2 separate regions of the Mus musculus genome follow, and region 2 is linked to region 1. Evidence: chromatin contacts called from public HiChIP or PLAC-seq data. All regions are on one chromosome and are shown on one strand. The core of a region is the stretch at or near the end of the contact, and the rest is flanking DNA. Distances in the headings are between cores, read along the strand shown. Region 1 holds the start of C1s1 (complement component 1, s subcomponent 1). Region 2 holds the start of Ptpn6 (protein tyrosine phosphatase, non-receptor type 6).

Region 1 (7,179 bases), core at 2,699-5,198:
ATTCCAGAGGTTCAATTCCCAGCACCCACAAGGCAGCTCACAACGCTATAATTCCAGTGCAGTTCCAGGGACCCAATGCCTTCTGGTGGACTCCTCAGATACCCTATGTATGTGATGCACATACTTGCTAGCAAGCAAAACACCTACACACATGAGATAAATAAAAGATTTAAAATAATAAAATAAATCTTAACACACTTTAGTTTTTCAATATTTATGGATGTATTTATTGTATTGATATTTTATACTACATGCAGGTCTGGTGCACTTTGAGATCAGAAAAGAGTATAAGATGCTCTTGTTTTGGAGTTACCAACAGTTGTGAGCTGCCATGTGGATGCTGGGAACTGAACTCTGGTCCTCTATGAACACAGCAAGTTCCCTGAACTGCTGGGTCATCTCTTTCCAGCCCCATATTTTAAAATCTACGAATACAATCTAAACTACTTTTCTGAAGTCTGACTCAGAGCTGTGTTTTGCCACGGCGCTGTAAGGAGCTCCACCATGAAAACCCTATGACTTTTCTTGCGTACAAACTATACAACACCCTGCCCAATTGGTACATGCTGTAACTCCAGCATTCAGAAGACTGAAGCAAGAGAATCAGGAGTTCAAGGCCAGCCTGGGCTACATAGAGACACTCTGTCTGGAAAAGAAAAGAATCTGTGCCAGAGACACCGCTGAAAGGAAAGACGGTGGTGACGTCACCTGGGGAGAAAGGTTAGGACCTACTTTATAGGATGTTGGTCTTTCTGTAAAACTGATGACATTTGGACTTACGAGCAGGCCTAACTTCATTTTAACCTGGAGATGGATGTAGAAGGACCTAGTACCACATAGTCCTGCTTATACATTCCTTGGCAAAGTATTAATGTTCTCAGTTTTCAGTTTTTCCCTAGTCTTGAGGTTTCTGAGATCCTTTCAGACACAAAGGAAGCATTCATTCACTAAGCTGGAGTGATTATCTTTTAATACAGAGTCTTCTGTAACCCAGGCTGCCCTTGAATTCCTGATTCTCCTGCCTCTGCTTAGGACTGGAATTACAGGTGTGTGCACCATGACAGAATTCCCAGCCCTCCTTTTAATTTTTTTTTCTTTGAAACAGGATCTCTATTTATATACCCCTGGCTGTACCAGAACTCACTCTAGAGACCAGGCTAGCCTCAAATTCACAGAGATATGCCTGCCTCTGCTTCCTGAGTGATGGGATTAAATTAGCATTTCTTATTACTATCCATGCCCGTTTATGTGCATGACAGAGGCATGCCAGGGCAGACATATGAAGGTCAAAGGACAAGCGTATAGCGTTCGTTATTCCTTCTACCTTCTCATGGAACCTGAACTCTAATGGGTGGTTGTATAGCAACCATTTCACTGACTGAACTGTCTCAACAGCGTTCTCTTTACTTCTGATAGGAAGACAGGTTCTTACTAAGTTGCCCCTGTTGACCTAGAGTTGACAGTTCTTCTGCTTCAGCCTTCAGAGTGTATGGGATTACAGTCCTGCACCACTGAGACCAGATCCGTATCTTTATAGGAAGACCATGCCGACCACACTGCAGAATTGAGGTGAAGGTTGCATTCATGTAAGCAAGCCTCCTGATAGAGAACCATTTCTCAGTGGTTCTCAGTCTCATTATCTGCTTTACCACCACTAACATGCGATAAAGTCACACAAAGGCAAGGCAATTCCTAAGCAGACCCAGGGCAAGTCAACATTCATTAAAGATGTAAGCAGCCCGGGGGCAGTGGCACAAAGCTGGAGTCTTGGAGTGTCCACCCATGGCTGCATAGCCAGACTATGACTCAAAGAGAGAAAACAGAATCCTCATTTCATGCACTGCGTGGTCCTTTACCTGCCTCCCATCTTTTAGTTTGATCCAGATGTCACGTACAGACGGATGCCTTACCTATGGCAGTGTAGTATGCTGCAAAGCCCGTAAACCGTTCTTCGTTGGAGAAGTCTGAGGTAAAGACCACCTGAAGTTTATTGTATGGGAACTGAAACTCTTCTATAATGGGGGAGTTGGGGCTCTTGCTGGTCCTCTGGCCACAGAGTCTCCCTTCCTCGATGTCTCCTGAGATTATCTAAGAGAAGAAGGAAATGTAAAACTGAGAATGGGCAAAGAGAGCAGAACCTTTACTCCCGATCTCCAGCTCCGTCTGTCTGTCCGGTCTGTCTCCCCCACCCCCACCTCATGTTCCCCCAGTGCTGGGGACCAAACTCAGGGACATGTCCTTGCATGGCAAGTACCCTGCCATTGAGCCATGCCCCTACCCCATAGGACGGCTTGACAACACACAGCCCCCTAAATCCTCTCATTCCTCCATCCCCCCCCCGCTCCTCCCATCCCTCTCCCTCCTGTGCTGTAATATACCTGCACTGAGTCGTATGCACAGCTCTCTGACGGCTCTATGTCCACATGGGTAAAGTAAAGGTGAATCCCAAACCCCTCTGGGACTTCAATGTCCCAAGATTTCACGACGTCATTGGGGTACGCCTGGGGATAATTAGGGGACAGGATCTCCCCATGCATGGTGGGCTCAGCAGAAAATGATGCCAAAAGAGAAAACAGGACCAAACACCTGGAAGAGGAAAAAAAAGTCACACAGAGGTGGGAAGCCGGGAACCGATGGCTTCATGCAGAACTCTGACCGTTAGGCAGCCAACATGTCATGGAATAAACAAATATATACAGAATAAATAAATAAATAATTAAAAGTCAAGGTTCATATCTGAGCTCTTTCTAGAGAAATGGGAAATCACATACAACAGGCCTGTGTCTAAGTCCAGCACTCTGGGGACAGAGGAAGGGTGATGTTACGCCAGCTTGGGCTGCATAGTGACACACTGTCCCAAAACTGTGAAAGAGAGAAAAAAGGTAGAGATGGAGTCATTTCTGTAGATACCTGATCACTTACCACATCCCTGGCGATTTGCCCATGGCTCTCTGGCTCTCTGGCTCTCTGGCTCTCTGATTTTGGAGGTAAAGGGCAGTCAGCAGTCCTGGCTGTCTTTATCTGACAAATACAGGTGCTTGCTTTGGTAGTGAGGGACCACCCAGGGCTCAGTGTCACCTTTGAAAGAATACCATAGAAATAGGTACCTGTCAGGAATGGTCATCACATGATACCATGACACCCTCCCCAGTGAGATTTAGACTAACTTCCCAGACCAGCCCTCAATTAACCCTGTCCCCAAACATCTTCCAATATTCCTACAATTGAGTGAGGAGTTTCTCCCTGTCTTTTGTGTCCTCCTCCACCCACTCCTGGCCCCTTGCATCGGTCTCTGCATTTCCAAACAGGCTGGAGCTTCCAGACAGATCCTCTCCCATTCAAGCCTGCCCCCTTTGACAAGCTATTACAGGTGTTGCTTCTGCTGGTGGCCCAATGGCCACTGAAGGAGGAAAGTGTTTCCTTCAGTAGGGACAGGAAGGGACCTTGGGAGACGCTAATCAGAAAGAAAGTATGGCCGGCCGTGTGGTGATAGGATGCAGAGTGCTGGAAAAGGGAAAGCTGAGAAAAGTCAGGACATTCAGATATGCTTTCCCTTACTTTTCTCGAGTTGGTTTGTTTTGTCCTTTGCTTAAAGAGCAAGGTATCTTCCCATAGTTCCCAGAAAAGTCTTTCACAAATTGCCTCTGACCCCTGAAACACTGCTGTGTGAAAGGATGAGGCTGTTGTGGGGTGGGGCTGGGTCCTACATGTGAGAACCCGTGTCTGTATTCTGACCTCTCGCTGAGCTCCTTCCAACCCTCCATCTTTGCTCCAAACCTTACTGTACATGGTTCCTTGTCTTTCCCTCTTCCTTCATCAAAGCTTCTCTCTTTAAGGCTTGCTCTTAAAGTTGTTACCTTCAGGAGCTGATGGGAACAAGTGGGCCAGCCTCCTCTCCTGCCTCTGGTCATGCAGTTAAGCCCCTGCAGCTCCAGAGGGAGTGGCCTTTGCAGGAAGCTCCTCCCCACCTCCCTGTTCTGTTTGCTCTAAAGATTCCCTAAGGGAGTGTGTTTTTGCATGTCCAAAATTCCCTGTTCCAAACAGAGGGGGCTGGGAGATCACAATCTAGTTAAGAGTAATCAGCCTTGATCTTAGAGTGCCCTCTGCGTTTAAAACAAGAACTGCACCAGCTTTGCTGGGCTGAGAGGTCCAGAGCAAAAGGGGGGAATGGGGAATTTTGAGATTGCCTAATTCTCTCTTACAGCCAAAGGGTGTGTTTCAGAGCTTTTGAGGAAGTCAGGTGATTTATCTTCTTAAGGAGGGAAGGCTTAACAGGAGGGACGAAAACTAAACTCAGAAAGTCCAACCCTCTGTGTGATTCATGAATCAAAGGAAGAGAGTCATCAGAAGTAGAAGCCATTGTCTGGAGGCTCTAGGAGGCAAGATAGCTCAGCTTAGAAAGGTACCTACCTCCAGGCAGAAAGACATGAACTCTACATCCCCTGGGACCCACATCATAGGTGAACCAACAGTTCCTGCAAGCTGTCTTCTGAGAACATGCCAATGCAATTCTTTCTTTAATTAATACATAAATGCAACTCATCCTGCCTTCGAGACAATTTACACCTAGACGGCATGTGCACTCAAAGTTTCTTCGTCCCGAAAGTCCCATCTCAAGGCTGGGCAAGGTGGTTAATGCCTGTAAGTCCAGGAGAAGAATTTCTGAGAATCTGAGTCTAGCCTGGACTACATAGAGAATATCAGGCTGGCTAGTTCTGTATAGTACATTTGTTTCTTGTTTAATTTGATGCACAGCTATGACCTCAGTACTTAGGAAGTGAAGCCAGGAGCTATCAGAAAATCAGGGACAGTCTTTCTTTATATAGTCATTTGGAGGTCAACCTGGGCTACCTAAGATCCAAAAAGGCTTGCCTAATGTTGTTTCTCCAATTCTAATACATTTGCCCTCAAGCATCATTCTAAGTCCATTTGGAAATTATTTATTAACAAAGACATGAAAAGATGGTTCTGAGGTGAAGAGCACTGCTGTTCTTCCAGAGGACCCAGGTTCAAGTCCCAGCACTGGCATGGTGGCTCACAACATTTTTTTCTTTTCTTTTTTAAAGATTTGTTTATTATTATTATATGTAAGTACACTGTAGCTGTCTTCAGACACACCAGAAGAGTGCATCAGATCTCATTACGGATGGTTGTGAGCCACCACATGGTTGCTGGGATTTGAACTCAGGACCTTTGGAAGAGCAGTCAGTGTACTTAACCACTGAGCCATCTCACTGGCTCACAACTTTCGATGTAATTCTGGTTCCAGGAAACCTGACACCTTCTGGTCTCTATGGCCACCAGGCATTCATGTCGAACACATACATATATGCAGGCAAAATGCTCATACACATAAAATCAAATAATTAAATCTAAAAGAAAAATTTTAAATAGTAATGAACGTTGCTCTTCCTCCTCCTCCTCCTCCCCCTCCCCCTCATACACAGAAAGAGAGACAGAGAGAGACAGAGACAGAGAGAGACAGAGAGACAGAGTGAGACAGAGACAGACAGACAGACAGACAGAGACAGAGAGACAGAGAGAGAGGGGGAGAGAGACAGAGAGATATGGGGGCATCATCCCCCCATTAGCACACTGCCCTTTGGCTACTGAATATCATTCTTTAAAAGAAGGGTATCCCTGGGAAGAAACATGGAGGGCTATGTATCTCTAAACCTGCTGCCAAGCCTGCAGTAGGGCCCACTTCATCCAGCTCCAAGTGTGGGACAGGATGGGGCTCATGGGCCTGCCTGTGGAGTTAATGTGCTCAAGTCCTGGGAGAGCCCAAGATGCTCATGCCTGCGTTCAAGGCGGTGGCCAAGACCAAGACCAAGCCACAGATAAAAACTGCTAGGTCTTCACACAAGAAGAAGAGACTACCAGCGAAGTCCTAGTCACAGAGCTCTCATGGTGGGACCACCCTGGGAGACATGACAATGTTAAAAACAGAGACTCTTATGACAGATCACAAGGACAGCAATGGCTGTTTCAACTGAGCGACCTTCCTATGCCTCTAAGCTCCACAGGTAGGCCTTTCAGCCACCCCACCACCACCACCGCCACTGCCACATGCTTGAGAGGCAAGCGTCCTCTCTCTGAGAGCTGGGAGATCAGGGAAGTCGGTTTCCCTGTCCAGTCACTGTGGAAGAGCTGGGGCTTGCACACTTTCATTTTCCCCTCTCAAATACAGTACAGTAGAATCCTCTCCATCACCCACAGCCCTGCCCCCATCCCAAACCCAGTGTCCAGCTGGAAGCATGTTCCTGCCACAAGGCAGCCATCTAGTGTTGAAAATTAAAACATGGCTTAAAAAAAAAATGCTTAAAAAGAATCTTGCATTTCTTGTAACCTAGGTTTTACCTATCAGCCCTGACCCTATCCAGTGCTAGGAAACGCAGTGTCCTCATTCGGGGTCCTGATCCACCAAAACGAGTACCTACAGCTGTGACAGACACTCAAACGTGTCTCTTCTTTGAGAAGCCCACACCTTTCTCCTTGGTGTGTCTATTTCCTTCCTCACTGCCGCTTATACTTAAAATAAGGGTTTACAAACTTTTTTTACTGTTTTTATTTATTTGTTTATTTCTTGTTTTTTGTTTGTTTTTTTCAAAACAGAATTTCTCTGCGTAGACCAGGCTGGCCTCAAATTTGGAGGAGATCTGCCTGCGTCTGCCTCCCACTTGCTGGAATTAAAGACTTGTTCCCCACCACTACCACCACCAGGGTTTGTTTTTTGTTTTGGATTTTGGGTTTTTTTTTTTTTTTTTTTTGAGTGTTCTGGATTCCTTCCTCTGTCCCTCCCCTTACCCTTCTCAACCAGGCTGCCCCAAACTCAGATATCCCTGTGCCTCTGCCTCCCACAAATCTGTGGTTAACCACCAAAATGAGCTTTAAAAAGGAAAAGAAAAAAACCACTTTTCCAAAGAACTCCGTTTCTATTTCCTGCTGTCTTGAAATTCTGATCCTCGGGGGCTCTGAAGCCATCCCCACCTCCATGGACACTCTTGGGTGGAACTTTTTGGTTTCTATTTTAACCTGGAGCCCAGTCCTCAGAACCCCATCACTGGTTGGGCAGCTCCACCTCATAGAGCATCTTCTACAAAAGAATACTCTCTTTTTTAACCTTTATTTCTGTGTGAGTTTTATTTATTTATGCCTTACCTTACTACATACATTTCA
Region 2 (7,179 bases), core at 1,823-4,322, 190 kb after region 1:
TCTTCAGCTCGGGGGGTGGGGGGGAGAGCATTTTCCAACCGCAAGGATTGGGGGGGGGGTGGAGTGGGGCTCAGTCCTCTTGGTCCTTCTCAACTCTGTCCAGAGGACACCATAGCTCAAGGCCTTCAGAGGTTCCTACCCCAACCCAGGCCTCCTGGGCCATCCTAGCCCACCTCAGGAACAGGCCAGAGACCCCAAGCAATGTGAGGGGGCTCAGCTCCTTCCCTCAGGGACAGGATGAGGAAGTCTCCATGCAAATGTGAACAGACCACAGGCAGAGAGTTCACTATTGAGGGGACAAATGCAAATTTCCCAGAAGAGGAGGGGCAAAGAGAGGAGCCATTGGGTCATGGCTTCCACACACACTAAGGTTAGGGATGAGACAGCTTCTTCCCAAATGGCCATCCAAAGTGTCCCTTGGAGTCCTCCGCAGCCCTGTCAGAGGGTATCATCCACAGGGTGTCCTGTGCTTCCCCACTGCCCTGGCCTGTTCTCCTAACACCTGTTTAGCTCCCACCTCCTTCCTGATCACAGGGAACACTGCAGCCACCATTCAGCTGTACCTCCATGGTCTACTCTAGCAGGGCGCATCCTGGCTTGAGTCAGCAACAAAGAGAAAACAAGGGGCTCAAAGCGAATCTGAGAGAGAGGCCAAACCATCCTGAGGGCTGCAGGTAGGATAGGAGAGGAGAGACAACCTGGGGCAGGCCCTCCCTTCCCACTCACCAGCAGAAGAGGAAAGCCTTCTAGGGAGTGTCCTCCAGCTTCTTTGTTTGTTTGTTTGTGGTTTTCTTTGTGTTTTGAGGGTTTTTTTTGGTTGGTTGTTTGTTTGTTTGTTTGGGTTGGAGTTTTTTTGTTGTTTTGTTTGGGGGTTTTGGTTTTTCAAGACAAGGTTTCTCTGTGGAGCCCTGGCTGTACTGGAACTTACTTGATAGACCAGGCTGGCCTTGAACTTCCAGACATCCACCTTCCCCTGCCTCTTTTGAGTGCTGGGATAAAAGGCCTATGGTACCACCTCCACTCCGCTTGTTTTAGTTTAAGTCAAGGTCTCATGGAGCCCTATCCGGCCTCAAACTTGCTATGGAATGGAGGATAAACTTGACCTTCTTCTGGTCTTCCTGCCTCCACCTGGGCTCACAGGCACGTGTCACTCACACTAGGTTTATGCACGACAGGGAATAGAACCCAGTGTTTAATGCATGGCAGGCAAGCACTCACCACCTGAGCCACAGTCCCTAGACCTTCAGTCCTCAGTTTTAGTCAGTAACTTGTGAACAAAACTATTGAGCTAAGTTTGTAGGCACGAATCTCAAAACAGACTTTAAAACTGCGTGGAAGGTAGCTAGTGGCAAAGCGCTCACTCAACTCAGACAAGGCCCCGGGTTCAGGCCCCAGCAGAGAAGGGTGTGGGGATCAAGTTCGGAATCATTTCAACTGTAAATACACAGACACAGGACAGGAACAGGTACGCAGAGCCCCAGAGTCCATAAGAAAACCCTGAGTTAATAGGGGTTGCCAGTCAGTCCCTGTGCTATACAGCTAAGACGAGCCCCAGTGTAATGAATGAGGGACATTTATCTCCATAACCTTCCCTTTGCACATGCTCTGAGAAGACCACAAGAGAACAGCCAGCCCAGCTATGGGGGCCGTGTCTTTGCAGCACTAGTTGGGGATATCCTGAGGGTCTCCTTAAGTCAGATAAGCCTGGGCCCTTCTCTACCTGTGACCACCTCAGCGACCTTGCTTTCACCAAGCTCTGTCCAGCCCCACCTCAGTGTGATGCTGAGAGAAGTCCCTGAGTACCCCAGTACCAGTGGACCTCTAAGACCTTATTAAGACAGGGACCTAGAGCCCCAGGCTGTGTAGAGGGCTGGAAGAAGGCACCAGAGTTCCATGGTAGGACAAGCTTTCTAGTAATAGGGCCGACCTGATGAGAAACACCAGAGACAAGGAGTGGCCTCTCTGTTACTCTCAGGATGAGGTTGCTAGGCAGCAGGAACCCTGCAGGAAGGCAAGGGGAACCCTTCTCTGGCTTCCTCAGGGGACAGGGGATTGGTTAGATACATGGGAATCATCAGCCTACAGAGGGAAGAGGCTGAGAACACTGAGAGAACAGGTGTGGAAGATCAGGGATGAAGAACGGACTGGGAACAGAAGGACACCTGGTCTGGATGTCCACTTATCTCAAGGGACAGGGCCAACCTGCAATGCCCCTCACCTCTCACTGGTGGGGTCCGAGCAGTTCAGTGGGTACTTAAGGTGGATGATGGTGCCATCTCGGTCCTGCAGGATGCCCTGCTGCTGCGTGTAATACTCGACCAGCTCTGTCAGCGTCGCAAACTTCTCCCCTCCGTACAGGTCATAGAAGTCCCCTGAGTTCTGGATCCGAATATGAGTCACCTGATCATCCACCCTGCGAGGCACCACCAGGTAGTGAGATACATGAGCAGCAGCGGGGTGGGCTTGGGGGGACAGGGGTCTCGATGCAAAAGCACATAGGCATGGAGTAGACATAGACAGTTATGGGCACATGCTAGGGCGACAGGCAGGGACAGAAGGGAAGAAATGTATCATGAGGAGACAACACAACCCAGGGAACCCAGGAATGCTCCGGACCCACACAATGAGCTGCCAAGGTGCAGGGAGGGCCACCCACCTGACTGAGAGGGAGAAGTCACCCTGGTTCTTGCGGCTGGGCCGAGCCAGGAAGCTCCCAGGGACTCCCCGGCCCTTCAGCAGGGTCTCTGCATCAGGCCCGCTGAGGTCCCGGTGAAACCACCTAAAAGTGCACAGGGCAGTGAGGGAATATCCCCAGGGCTCCAGCCACCCTTGTTTCCTATCCTCCATGGGTCCCAGGCCCTTACCTCACCATCCTGGGGTTCTCACTGAATTGGCTGCAGAAAATGTGGAGGGAACAGTTTGTCTGGGCAGGCACGTACAAACTCTAGAGATGAGCCTCAGGCAAGGCTCTCAGAGCCCAGGCCTCCAAAGCCAACCTGCAGTCCTGCTCCCCGGGCTACCACTCTACTGGCCTGGGGCAGCCAGCAGGGCGGAGACAGGAAGGGGCGCGGCCGACCCCTTAGGGGAACTCACTAGAACTTCTCTTTTCAGAGCGAGGGAAGAGGAGCTGGAGGGTGGCAGGGTGGGGGAGGGCCCACTTCCCACAGTCTGCCAACAAAGGCACAGGGGCAAGGCAGTAAATATTCATGACTCAAGAGGTAAGGCACACGTGTGGCAGGTCAAGAGTCACGCACAGTGAATATCCACATTATCAGGTCAACCCTTCCTCCTCCAGCAGCTGCCTCTACTCAGAATTATTCTTAGGCACAGTCTAATAATGATCGTGTGCAGTGGCACCGTCATTTAATGGAGTGTCGCAGCCTGCCAGACTCATTGCTACAATGTCATTTTCATGCCTCCTGTGAGTTACAGGTCACCAGGGCCTCATTCCTCAGGCACTATCTTTATCCCCACTTCACAGACAAGGAAACTGAGGCCAAGAAGTTTGAGGAATTGCCCCCAGGTCTTACCCTTAGTGAGTTGCAGGATTCAGACCTAAATAGTTTCAAAGCCAATGACTTTTGAATTCTGCTTGCCAGCCCTCAGGACCCAAAGAACAGTAGTCAATAGACTCCTTGTCCAAAGGAGATGCTATCATCACAGCTGAGAGCCCCCACAAAGCAACCTTGTGCAGCTCTGTCATCATGGGCCTAGGCCTCCTTCCTATACCCTGACTGTCAGCAGGGAGGGGTGGGGTGGGAAGGTATCTCCTAAAGGTTAGGGTTTATGGCCAGGGTCCCAACAAGGGCAGACGCTCACAGGGAGGGCTTTAAACTTTAGGAGCGCTCAGCCTTCAGGCTTATGGGACCTTGTGTATGTAAACCCCAGGATGAATACAAAAAAAGATGCAAATACTACCAAGCCAAGACCAGAGGGGAAACAAGCTGCCCAATTTATATTGGTATCTTCCTTAGCAAGGGACACAGGCTGCTGGAGAAGGGAGATGGGACAGAGCACCTTATATCTTTTAAGGGTTTATTGTCTGAGGTGTTTTGATTGGTTAGTTTTGGTTTGTTTGTTTGTTTGTTTGTTTGTTTGTTTTATAATACTGAAATTAGAACCCCAGTCCTAGCTGGGCATGGTAACCCATGCCTTTAATCCCAACACTTGGGAGGCATAGGCAGGCAGCTCTCTGTGAGTTTGAGGCCAACTTGGTCTATACAGTGAGTTCCAGGATATCTAGCGCTATATAGTGAGACCTGTTTCAACAACAAGAACAACAAAACCAACCCAGACTCTCAGTCCCTTAAACAGTGTGAGGAGCATCCTTGGGCAGGCATCCTTGGGCAGTGTACATCTTCCACCCTATTTCTTTTCCTTATTCATTTGATTCCCTTCACACTTCTGCAGTCCTAGGGTTTGAACTTAGGACCTCAAACTCGCAAGGCAAAGGCTCAACCACAGAGTCACACCCCCTGTTAGTTCTCTTTTTACTTTTTTGGAGATAGGGTCTAGCTAAATTGCCCAGGCTAATCTGGAACTCACTCTGTAGCCTTGAATTTGTAATCTCCCTGCCTCCACCTCTCCAGTAGCTGGAGGTTGCCACCACATCTGGCTCCCTTACACTTCTTTAAAACTGAATGATGCGGCTCGATGGTAACATAAGGCCCTCTCTCTGCTCCAAGCCCAGTAGTTTCATGAGTGAGTGTATAGTTAGTTGTATGCTTAATATTTATTCACAGTATATAGTCATATCTCAAAGTATAGGAGAAGTAAGAGACGATAAAACCCAAACATGGCTAGAGTGTGGCTCTGTGTAAAATGCTTGCTTAGCATTTGGGTGGGAAACCCTGGCCTTCACCACCAACAGTCTTGCTGGATGCCATGTCACACATCTGTAATTCCAGCACATGGAAGACAGAGGTAAGGGGATGAGAACAAACCTGAAGCCAGCCTGGGCTTCATAAAGAGTTCCAAGCCAGCCAGGGCTATATAGCAAGCCCCTGGTGTGTGTGGGGGGGGGGGGGTGGGGGGGGGGGAGCTGGTTTTGTTTTGTTTAACAGTCTATGACGAGTACTTTATCATTATTGAAAACATCAAATATTACTTAACCTTCCTGCCTCTCTCCCTCCCACCCTCCTTTTAGGCTTTCTCTTCTTGCTAATACCCCTGAAAATATGCATGCTTGGGTATTACATTAAGCAAGATCCAGAACTCCGATAGACTCAGCTCATCCCAAGCGTCAGGAAGACCACATACAAAGCTTGTTCCAGCAAAGGGAGATCCGTAGAACAATATGAACGAACCAGTACCCCCAGAGTTCATGTCTCTAGCTGCATATGCAGCAGAAGTTGGCCTAGTCGGTTATCAATGGGAGGAGAGGCCCTTGGTCTTGCGAAGATCATATGCCCCAGTACAGGGGAATGCCAGGGCCAGGAAGCGGGAATGGGTGGTTTGGGGAGTAGGTCAGGGGGAAGGTATAGGGGACTTTGGGGATATCATTTGAAATGTAAATGAAGAAAATATCTAATTTTTAAAAATTCAGGGCAGGGGGGAGATCTGCCAACATCTGAGCTTGCCTCCATCCCAACCTTCAGGGTCATATCTAGCAAAAGACTCGTGACTTCACTTAAACAGACATGATTACAAGTATGCACGCCCCTCATGCCGCTTACTCTCTGCCAATGACATATCTTGTATAGAAGCACAACTCACACATATCCCACCATCTGGGTTCACCCATATCCATCCCTTGCTGGGCAGATCCCCAACACAACAGGCACACAGGAAGGCCCATACTGCTTGGCACCATACTAACTGCACCAGTACGAAGACTCTCTTTCCAGAATTAAGCCCACTCTGTGGGAGGGAGCTCACGAGGCACCTAATACTTCTGACCCCTGATGTGTATCTAAAGGATGTCAAGCCAGAAAATGTAGTGCTCTAATAAGACGGAATACACATCCTGTCCCCAGGCAGGAAAATAATAACAGTCTTCCAAGAAGCAAGGCACAGGGCCTTTGACCACCTATGATGTTGGGATTTCGTCTTTGTTTTAAGCAGACTTAAGGAGGCTGACAGTCCTAAACATAAATGCGTGGTGTCTAGCAGAGAAAGAGATTCCTTTGGGAAGCAAGAGATAAAAGAACACATCAAGGTCAATGGTGATGCAGGAAAGAGAGGCCCTGGGTACCTACCAAGGACAAAATACCACCATTATATGGTACTAGAATTCTCTGGATCTTGGTATTTCTGCCCGATAAATGAACTTCACAAGGTTTCCTAAATTCAGACCTAAAAAGCCAATAAAGCAGCCAGGTGTGGTGGCTCATGCCTGTAGCCCCAGTATTCAGGAGGCTGAAGCCTGGGACAGAAGGCCAAATGTGATGGTCCATGCCTGCCCTTGGGAGGTCTTCCTCGACGACATAACGGCTACGTGGCATAGCTTCATGTCATCAGCTTCAACATTTTACCCTGGATTCTGTCTTCTGATTCTGCATCTGCAGGTTCAGCCAGCTATAGACAGAAAGTATGCTCCCACTGGGTAGGCACAGACCCTTTTCCCTAGCCACAATTTCCTCAATACTACGATACAATGATTTGCATAGTATTTACATCGTATTAGGTACTCAAAGATGATAAAATCCACAGTAGTATAGGTGTGGGTTCCATGCAAATACATTTGTATAGTTTGGTATCTTCCAGTCACTCTGGAATCAATCCCCCATAGACTCTGGCAAGTGACTGTTTTCTGTTGCTGTGTAGCCTCGGCTGTCTTGGAACTCATTCTGTAGATCAGGCTAGCCTGGAAGTTAGAGACCCGCCCGCCTCTGCCTCCTAAATTCTGGGATTACAGGTGTGTGCCAGCCAACTCGGGGCTTTATGCCTGCTAGCCAATAACCCTAATCTTTGTTTTTATTATTTATTTAGACGACATCTTGCTGTATGTGGCCAGGCTAGCCTCAAACTCAAGATCCTCCTACCTCGGCCTCTCCTGTCATCCTACACCACTCTTCCCAGCTGAGACAACTGTATCGCTGTTATTGTAGCATGACAATCCTGTTTACTCGTGATGTGACTATCCCAAGTTTAGAAACAAAAGTGAAAACTGAAGGCTCATTCGGTAACTTGCCCACAGTCACGAGGTTCCAGTGAGTGGGAAGGTGAAAAAAACCCAAA

The links. HiChIP or PLAC-seq counts read pairs in DNA pulled down with a chosen protein or histone mark.
Region 2: an H3K27ac HiChIP or PLAC-seq map of microglia shows a contact between it and region 1, with 4 times the contacts expected there. The contact joins the promoter of Ptpn6 here to the promoter of C1s1 in region 1. A contact is called at or near these places in 3 of 39 promoter capture datasets (hippocampal neurons, liver and stem cell-derived epiblast-like cells), 3 of 115 datasets of contacts at active chromatin or transcription factors (bone marrow-derived macrophages, microglia and pancreatic cancer cells) and 3 of 9 other capture datasets (adipose tissue, liver and pancreatic islet).

What each region holds. Positions count from the first base shown.
Region 1 is chr6:124,538,411-124,545,589 of GRCm38.p6, forward strand. C1s1 (complement component 1, s subcomponent 1) reads right to left here and starts at 3,949. Exons shown (of 12, transcript NM_001097617.1): 1 at 3,858-3,949; 2 at 2,923-3,078; 3 at 2,379-2,586; 4 at 1,911-2,088. The coding sequence starts at 2,945.
Region 2 is chr6:124,730,082-124,737,260 of GRCm38.p6, forward strand. It overlaps Ptpn6 (protein tyrosine phosphatase, non-receptor type 6), which reads right to left and starts at 3,073. Exons shown (of 16, transcript NM_013545.3): 1 at 2,865-3,073; 2 at 2,657-2,779; 3 at 2,219-2,413. The coding sequence starts at 2,872.